2 separate regions of the Gossypium hirsutum genome follow, and region 1 is linked to region 2. A link is a contact called in public Hi-C data. All regions are on one chromosome and are shown on one strand. Each heading gives the region's core, a stretch centred on a gene start, on an enhancer-like site or on the middle of the called end of the contact. The rest is flanking DNA. Distances are from core to core; before and after follow the strand shown.

What was found. A called contact is a pair of places that touch in the nucleus more often than the background predicts.
Region 1: a Hi-C map of leaf shows a contact between it and region 2, with 2.1 times the contacts expected there. The contact joins the promoter of LOC121230606 here to the promoter of LOC107961691 in region 2. A contact is called at or near these places in 3 of 34 Hi-C or Micro-C datasets (callus, hypocotyl and leaf).

The regions. Positions count from the first base shown.
Region 1 is chrA06:49,706,326-49,710,057 of Gossypium_hirsutum_v2.1, forward strand. LOC121230606 reads right to left here and starts at 1,473. Exons shown (of 6, transcript XM_041115588.1): 1 at 603-1,473; 2 at 220-487. The coding sequence starts at 474.
Region 2 is chrA06:49,103,952-49,107,353 of Gossypium_hirsutum_v2.1, forward strand. It overlaps LOC107961691 (L-arabinokinase), which reads right to left and starts at 1,573. Exons shown (of 30, transcript XM_016897767.2): 1 at 1,480-1,573; 2 at 1,182-1,387; 3 at 992-1,099; 4 at 784-852; 5 at 473-556; 6 at 238-314; 7 at 1-64. The coding sequence starts at 1,286.

The DNA.
Region 1 (3,732 bases), core at 223-2,722, 600 kb after region 2:
TATACAAAAAGGTTGGACGCAGAGTATGAGAATCACCAATTACATCTAGCATGAGCTTTTCCCAATGACGAAGAGCAACAGCATGCACATGAAAATGAAATAGAATAGTAAAATTACGTTCCCATAGAAAATTGATTTTCAAAACTAGTAATACTGCTACTACTGTGAGGGTTGCAGATTGACAGAGAGATAGAGTGAGGATGGTAAGGGACGGGGTACCTCCAAAATGACAGAAAAGGCAATGAGATTCCGAATCATTCTCCTCCAGGTCTGGGATCTTCTTTTCATTCTCGAGAGGACAGCGGCCTCTTCCTTGGAAATGTGTTCAAGCCTCTTCTCGAAATCGTCCCCGTGAATCCTAAAGATTGCATTCCAAATGCGGGAGAGAAGTCCCTTGCCTTTCTTCTTTACCACCGGCAGCGGGGGACTGGATTCTTTGGTTTCACCGTCTGGAATGCCTTTGTCCTCCGCCATGACTCACTGTTGACTTCTCAAACACAAATAAAACTATTTCAAACACGTATCGAAATAAGTTGAGAGAATATGGAGGGTCATTTCATTTCCGATTCAGCATGTAGGGATTGGAAATAAGGAGGAAATACCTGGAAAGTCTCTTCTCTTCTCTGCTCTGCTCTCCTTGTTTTCTTATTATTATATTAATGAGATATAAATATGATACAATAAAATCTATGATTGAGATCAAAGTTGCAGATCTGATCTTCTTCTTCTTCTTCTTCTTCTTCTAATTTAATCGGTGTTGGATGATAGCAAAACAATTATGGTTTTTGTTGAAAAAAGAAAAAACGCGGATTTCAGAGTCTCCTTTTTTAACTTCACGATACCTAAACTCTACCTCCAAGTAATCAGCCATCTTCATCTATTTATTTTACTATTACTCTTCTCTAACCTCTATTTCTTCTAGATAATTTTTATTTCTGTTTCTGTATTACGATTTTGATTTTTTTTTTTACATTCTGGATTATGTTGGTGAATTTAACAAATAATTCTACTGTGTATTTTAGTGGTATGTATGGAAAAATATTAGCTGACATTGAAATCCATGATTGTTTGGTATATAAGTAATCAATCACAAATTCACTCAAATAAATATTTGAAATTTTTAATTAAAATATAATAATAAAAGAAATGTTTTGTTTTTGAAATATTGATGTAGAGGGGAGGAGCTCCAAGATACTTGCAGTAAAACTGTAAAAGAATAATTTATGGTCTAGATGAAAACATGAACCACTAGCCCCCATGGATCTAACATCGGAATCCGGTCAATTCTTAAGTACATAGCCAGCCGAAAATATGAAAGGAAAGGTGATGCGGGATAAATTAAATTGTAACTAGAAGCATTTAAGGAGGTAGCCGAGTCACCATGTTGTAGTTTGAGTTAAAAGAGAGAGGATAAAGGTAAGGTGGAGGGAGAAGGTTGACACAACCGAGTATCTAGAGTTAAACCACACCCCCCCCCCTTTTTTTTTAGAGTGGAAGCTATATACATCGACATGTGTCTTTGTTAGTGACTTTACTTCTAGGTGTGCTATTGATGTTGATTGACCTATGTGTCATTTCGTGGGTCTTTAGAGTCTCATAATAATGAGTCAACGGACTTATAAGTGGTGTGTGAGACATGATGATGTCTTTTCTTTTAATAAGATAATAGGCTTTAAAGAGATAAATAATTAGTGAGGTCTCCACTTGAGTGAAATGGAGCAGGGTGAAGTGTATAACAATTGCACTCCTTAAGTTAAAGGTGAAAGTTGTAAAGTGACATTCCTTAAAAACTAGAAAGTTTTTTTTTTATCTTTGTTCGCCTTTCTTTTGTCTTTCCTCTCTAGCAAAATGTTGGCAAAGGGGATTTTCATAAGATTATCGTTATGTTGCAAGATAGTTGAGCATGGAATCACTTGTGGTTATGGAGTAAGGGGACAGTTGAACGAGCAAGCATATATTGTTTCATTCACCCACGTCATCCTTTTAATTTACTGTAGTGAACAAGTGTGAAGCTATGATTTGTCGAGGGAATTGGCAAATATTAAGACAATTCTTGGAAGAGTCACTTTAAGGACTTCATAAATTGGTAAGGGGAATAGGTAAAAGTTCATTTGGCCTTCATTTGTTTTAAAAGGTTTTTATTTTAGCAAGTTGTCTGTGTGCTCGAATATTGGTCTTTTAGTTCGCAATGTTTTGTACTGTGGGTGAATGATTTGTTGTAGTGAGGGATTTTATTTTCTTTTAGTATTTTAATGTTTTTCTTTTGTTTTATATGTAATGACCTAGATTTCATTAGTGTTAAGAAATTCGATTTTGGGTGGATTTTTTAAACCAAGCCATTCCGAGAAGAAAAAATGAGAGGTTTTCAAGAATAGGTACAATATAGGATTAGAGTGTCATTAGTTTGTAATTAGGTGATTAATTAGAATTATTAAGGGGTTTATTTACAAAGTTTAGTAAATAATTATTATGGACTAAATTGTAAGATTGGCAAAATTAGTGGGGTCAATGTGTGAATATTAGAAAATATGATTTAACATATTAGAGGTTTTTATGTTGTAAATACCCCAAGCCTTTATTAGCAAAATGCCCATTTTGAATTGACAAAGAGAGGGAATGGTTAAGGAGAGTTATTGTTCACATTATTTCTCCGAACTTGCAAAAATTCTCTTTAACTTTACTTTCAAAATTTTCATCAATCTTTGATTTCTCTTTCAAGATTTCAGATTTGCTCGTCAATGACGAATTTGTGTTTTTTACAGGTGCGAACTATTAGCAAGTTTCGTTTCCATTTCCGAAAGTTATCCCTATTTAATTTATTCTCAATAAGAATGCTAATAAGAAGAGCATGAGACATATTTTAACTGGAAAACAATAAAGATTCACTAATGACAATCGTTGTATTAATCAAATATTTTCATTTCAGCAATATATTACGAATGCAAAATGATGCATACGTCTTGTATTAAAACCTTAAAAACATTTTTCTGTTGCTACAATCATTCTCACACCCATCAATCATGTTTCCTAGGGGTCTCATGATTAACTAGTAAGAACATGGATTACATTCAATCATTTTGTGAATCTTTATTCTCAAGACTCCTGTAACATCCTTGAAACCCCTTTTGTAGAAAATAATATGAGATAGATTCTTAGTGAAATAAGATGTAATGAAAGTAAAGGATAAGGGATGTTAGAGAAAAATGAAATAAGAAGTATGTTGTAAAATATTAATTTGAGTTAGAGACTAAATTGTAAAGATATGAAAAGTTTATGATCTAAATGTAAATATTTAAAATATAGGGGTTAAAGTATAAATATAGAAAAGTTGAAGAGCCAATAATGTAAATATATTAAGGGTGAAAGAGTCTAGAAAATAAGGGAAATGGATGAATAAGGACTAAATTGAATAAATGCATAATTATGAGGGATTAAATCACAATTTTACCAAATTAAGTTATGATTCAAGGATGAAATTTTTAAGGATTATAAAGGGCAAAATGGTCAATTAGCATGAGAGAGAATTAGAGTGTAATGATGACATGAGAGATATTTTAAATTAAATAATTAGATAAATGTTATAATATTGATTTAATTAGACTTTTATTAATATTTTATTATAAAAATATTAGTATAAAAATGGAGGAAAAATGATGAGAAATCATCATCCTTTCATGCTCCAACGTGAGAGAGAGCTAGAAAAGAGAAAGTTTTATTTTTTTTCTTGCAATT
Region 2 (3,402 bases), core at 323-2,822:
CCAAACTATTGAACGATGGTGATATCCAGCAGCCATCACATACTCAGCATAAATGAAGTCCCAGCTGCAATCATAGATGGATATAGATCAAATAATTACAAGTAAAACTTTTGGCTTCTGACAATTTCACAGGGTTCATAAAGGTACCAAAAACAGTATGGTATGAAGGGTTTGAGAACAGATTAAATTCTTATAAAGGTGCACTTCTTCCTTGAAACGGTCATGATAATAAATTACCTGAAGTTGGTAACACAGACTGAGCGAATTCCAGCTTCAGCAGCGGCGCGGCATGCAACTGGAACAACATCTGAAACCTGTTTTCATTCACAGCAAACTTCGTTTTAATTTGGAAGACATGTTAAATATGATACAATTCTATGCCTCTTTTCCTTTTATTTTTATTAAAAGGTTAAATCAAAGACTCAGTGTCCCAATTTGATTCAAACACTTGATGGAAAACCAGAATACAAACCACTAAGTCAGCTTTGATGGAGTGGAGCCACTCTACTTCTGTTGCTAAAATAGAATCCCGAGGTCGGACAGCTGTTTCAGAATACTAATATATATAGAAATTAGAAAATATCCAACTAAAAAAGTACAAACAAGGGGGAGAAGGGGAAGGCAATAATAGCACGTAAATTTAAGTAGGTAGATACGGTAGAAACTTTTCAGACAATATGGAACTGAACTCAAGCTATAATATGGTTATGTTGGGAACATGACAATGTTGTAAAAATAAAATAAAATAATTAGAATTTATAACTACAAAAGGGCTTGAAATACCTTCTGCAGGGAGGCAAGACGATCCACGGTCAATGCATCTGCCTGAACTGCTCCACAGTCTAAAACTAGCTGATAATGTCATAGAGAGAAACATAGTAAAACAGATTCGACCATAATTTTGCAGCACAGATAAAGACAACTGTTGAAGTTCTTTAATCCCTAACACATTCACCACTATTATGTTTAATTAAATGAAAAAGGAGAGAACCTTGCGACGGAAGAGGCGAGGGGACTGAATTTCAGAAGAGTAAACGAAGTCAGGTGCACCGGTAACAACGTGCACATCATGCCCCGCTGCAATCAGATTTCGAACAACCTATAACAATCAATAGGCAGAAATGATAATTGGATCTAAAGGTTTCGAGGGATTAGACAGAATTAAGGACAAAAAGAAAAACCTCTACAACACGAGTGGCGTGGCCGAAGCCATGACCGGTGACATAATAGGCAAAGATGAGGTGATTGATGGATGCAGATTCTCCTCCATTCTCTTCGATCCTCATATCTACCACCACTTTTGTTTTTTTTTTTTTGAATCACTTCCTTCGTGTTTTGATCAAAATTTCGAGAGAAGTTTGTTTCAATTTAATAAGGAGAGGGGGGCCTATACAAATATGATGACCAATTATTAATAATAGTAATAAATAAAAATAATTTTTCTTTCCTTAATTAGTTAGATCAAATTTCTCAACTCACAAGGGAAGTTTGTTTCAATTTAATAGTGAGAGAGATGCACACAAACATGTGAGACGGCTACACAAGAGACAGAGTTGAGACGCAAACAAATTCAGAGACAAATAGACTACCGGATAAAGATGATGTCAATTATTAATAATAGTAAGAAGAAAAGGGATAAAGATGATAGTCAATTATTAATAATAGTAATAAGAAAAGGTATAACCAAAGTTTAGTACTTAAATTTGACAACTTTTTTAATTTTGTCTTTGAATTTCTCGTCATTCTATGTTAGTTTAGAAATAACTATTCTCAAATAATTTTTTAAATATCAAAATGTATATTTATTATAATATTAACTTGTGATTTCATAAAATTTTAAAGTTATCATGTTGCGGAGGTAAAGTTCATGTGTGCTTTTCTTTTTCTTCTATCCTTTTTTTTAGAATGCGCTACACTATAATCTAAACATTTTATAAAAACAAAATAATATTTTAAGTGATGACGTATCATAATATTAGAGTATCATGTCATCATATAGATCAAAATTAAAATATATATATCAAATTCTATATCGATAAATAAAATATTCCGAGACTAAATTGAAAATTTATCAAATTTAAAAGTCCAATGTTACTTTACCCCATAAATAAAAGATAAAAGATGATGAGAAAAAGACTTTAAACGTTTTTTTTTCTATTTTGATGGAAAAACTAAAAGTTTATTTATATTGTTATTAACTTTTTGGTTATAAAGTTTGATATACTATCCCAATCAACTAAAAAACCATACAAATTATTGCTACTGTCCTAGTAGCTTTCTGTTTTTGAAATTGTTATTTATATTAATATTTGAGCTTTTAATAATTTTATATAAATATTGATTTTTTTTATTCTAAAACGTTTAATATGAAAATTGATTTGTTAATTTGTAAAAGACCTGGCCATGATGACCTTCGATTTCTTTCTCATACGTTAATGCGTTTTATCCAAATTCGAACATTCAACCAATTAACGGAAGTTTTTTTTATAAATGAACCATTCTTTTACGATAGTACGTTTAGTATATATATATATTATTATAGCAGCCACTTTTTCTTTTTTTGAAAAGAAATATCATAGTAGCCCCTTTGACTTTTTTTATTAAAACATTTTTGCTCAAATTTTAATTATAGAATTTGTTTTCATGAATTTAATACCAAATAATTTATTTGATTGAGTTATTGATATACTAAGGGACTTAATACTGTTATAAATTTTGCATCCTTCCACTTTTTTATATAAAAATCAAATAAATATTAAGTTGAAACTATTGAATTTAAATTTTCGACAATCTCTCTTCGCCTCTTTTTTATTAAAAATAAAATTTTGAAGTTTCCTTAGTCTTATAAATCTTAAATTTTTAAATTCTAAAATTTTCATAAAATTAAAATAAAGTATTTATAAAATAAATAATGTCTACACCGTTCGAACTGTATCTATTTTTTTCTCTATTTTTATTTGTATAAAAATCTGTTTTGTTTCTTTATTTTCCCAACTTGGAGACATTTTATTGCATTAGCGGATAAATGTCAAATAACTACATATCTGGCACGCAACTCAACTCATCCAAACAACACATTTTCTTTTATTTTTAAATTAATTTCATGAAACATCTTTAAACTATAGTTCAGATTTTAAATTGATTTTTAAATTTTAAAATACTTTTATTAATGTGGCTCAATTCAAAAAAAAAATACAGTTTAGATTTTAAAATAATTTTTAAACTTTAAAATGCTTTAATGAAATTAATGACGTGGCTTAATAAAAACCTAGAACAAGACAAAAATGAAAAGCTAAGGAAAAGAGAAGCTTGCTGTAAATGGTTAAATGGGAAAATAACAACCACATTCCCTTTTTCATTTTAACTAATTCAATTATTTTGTTACATTATTAACAAAGCAAC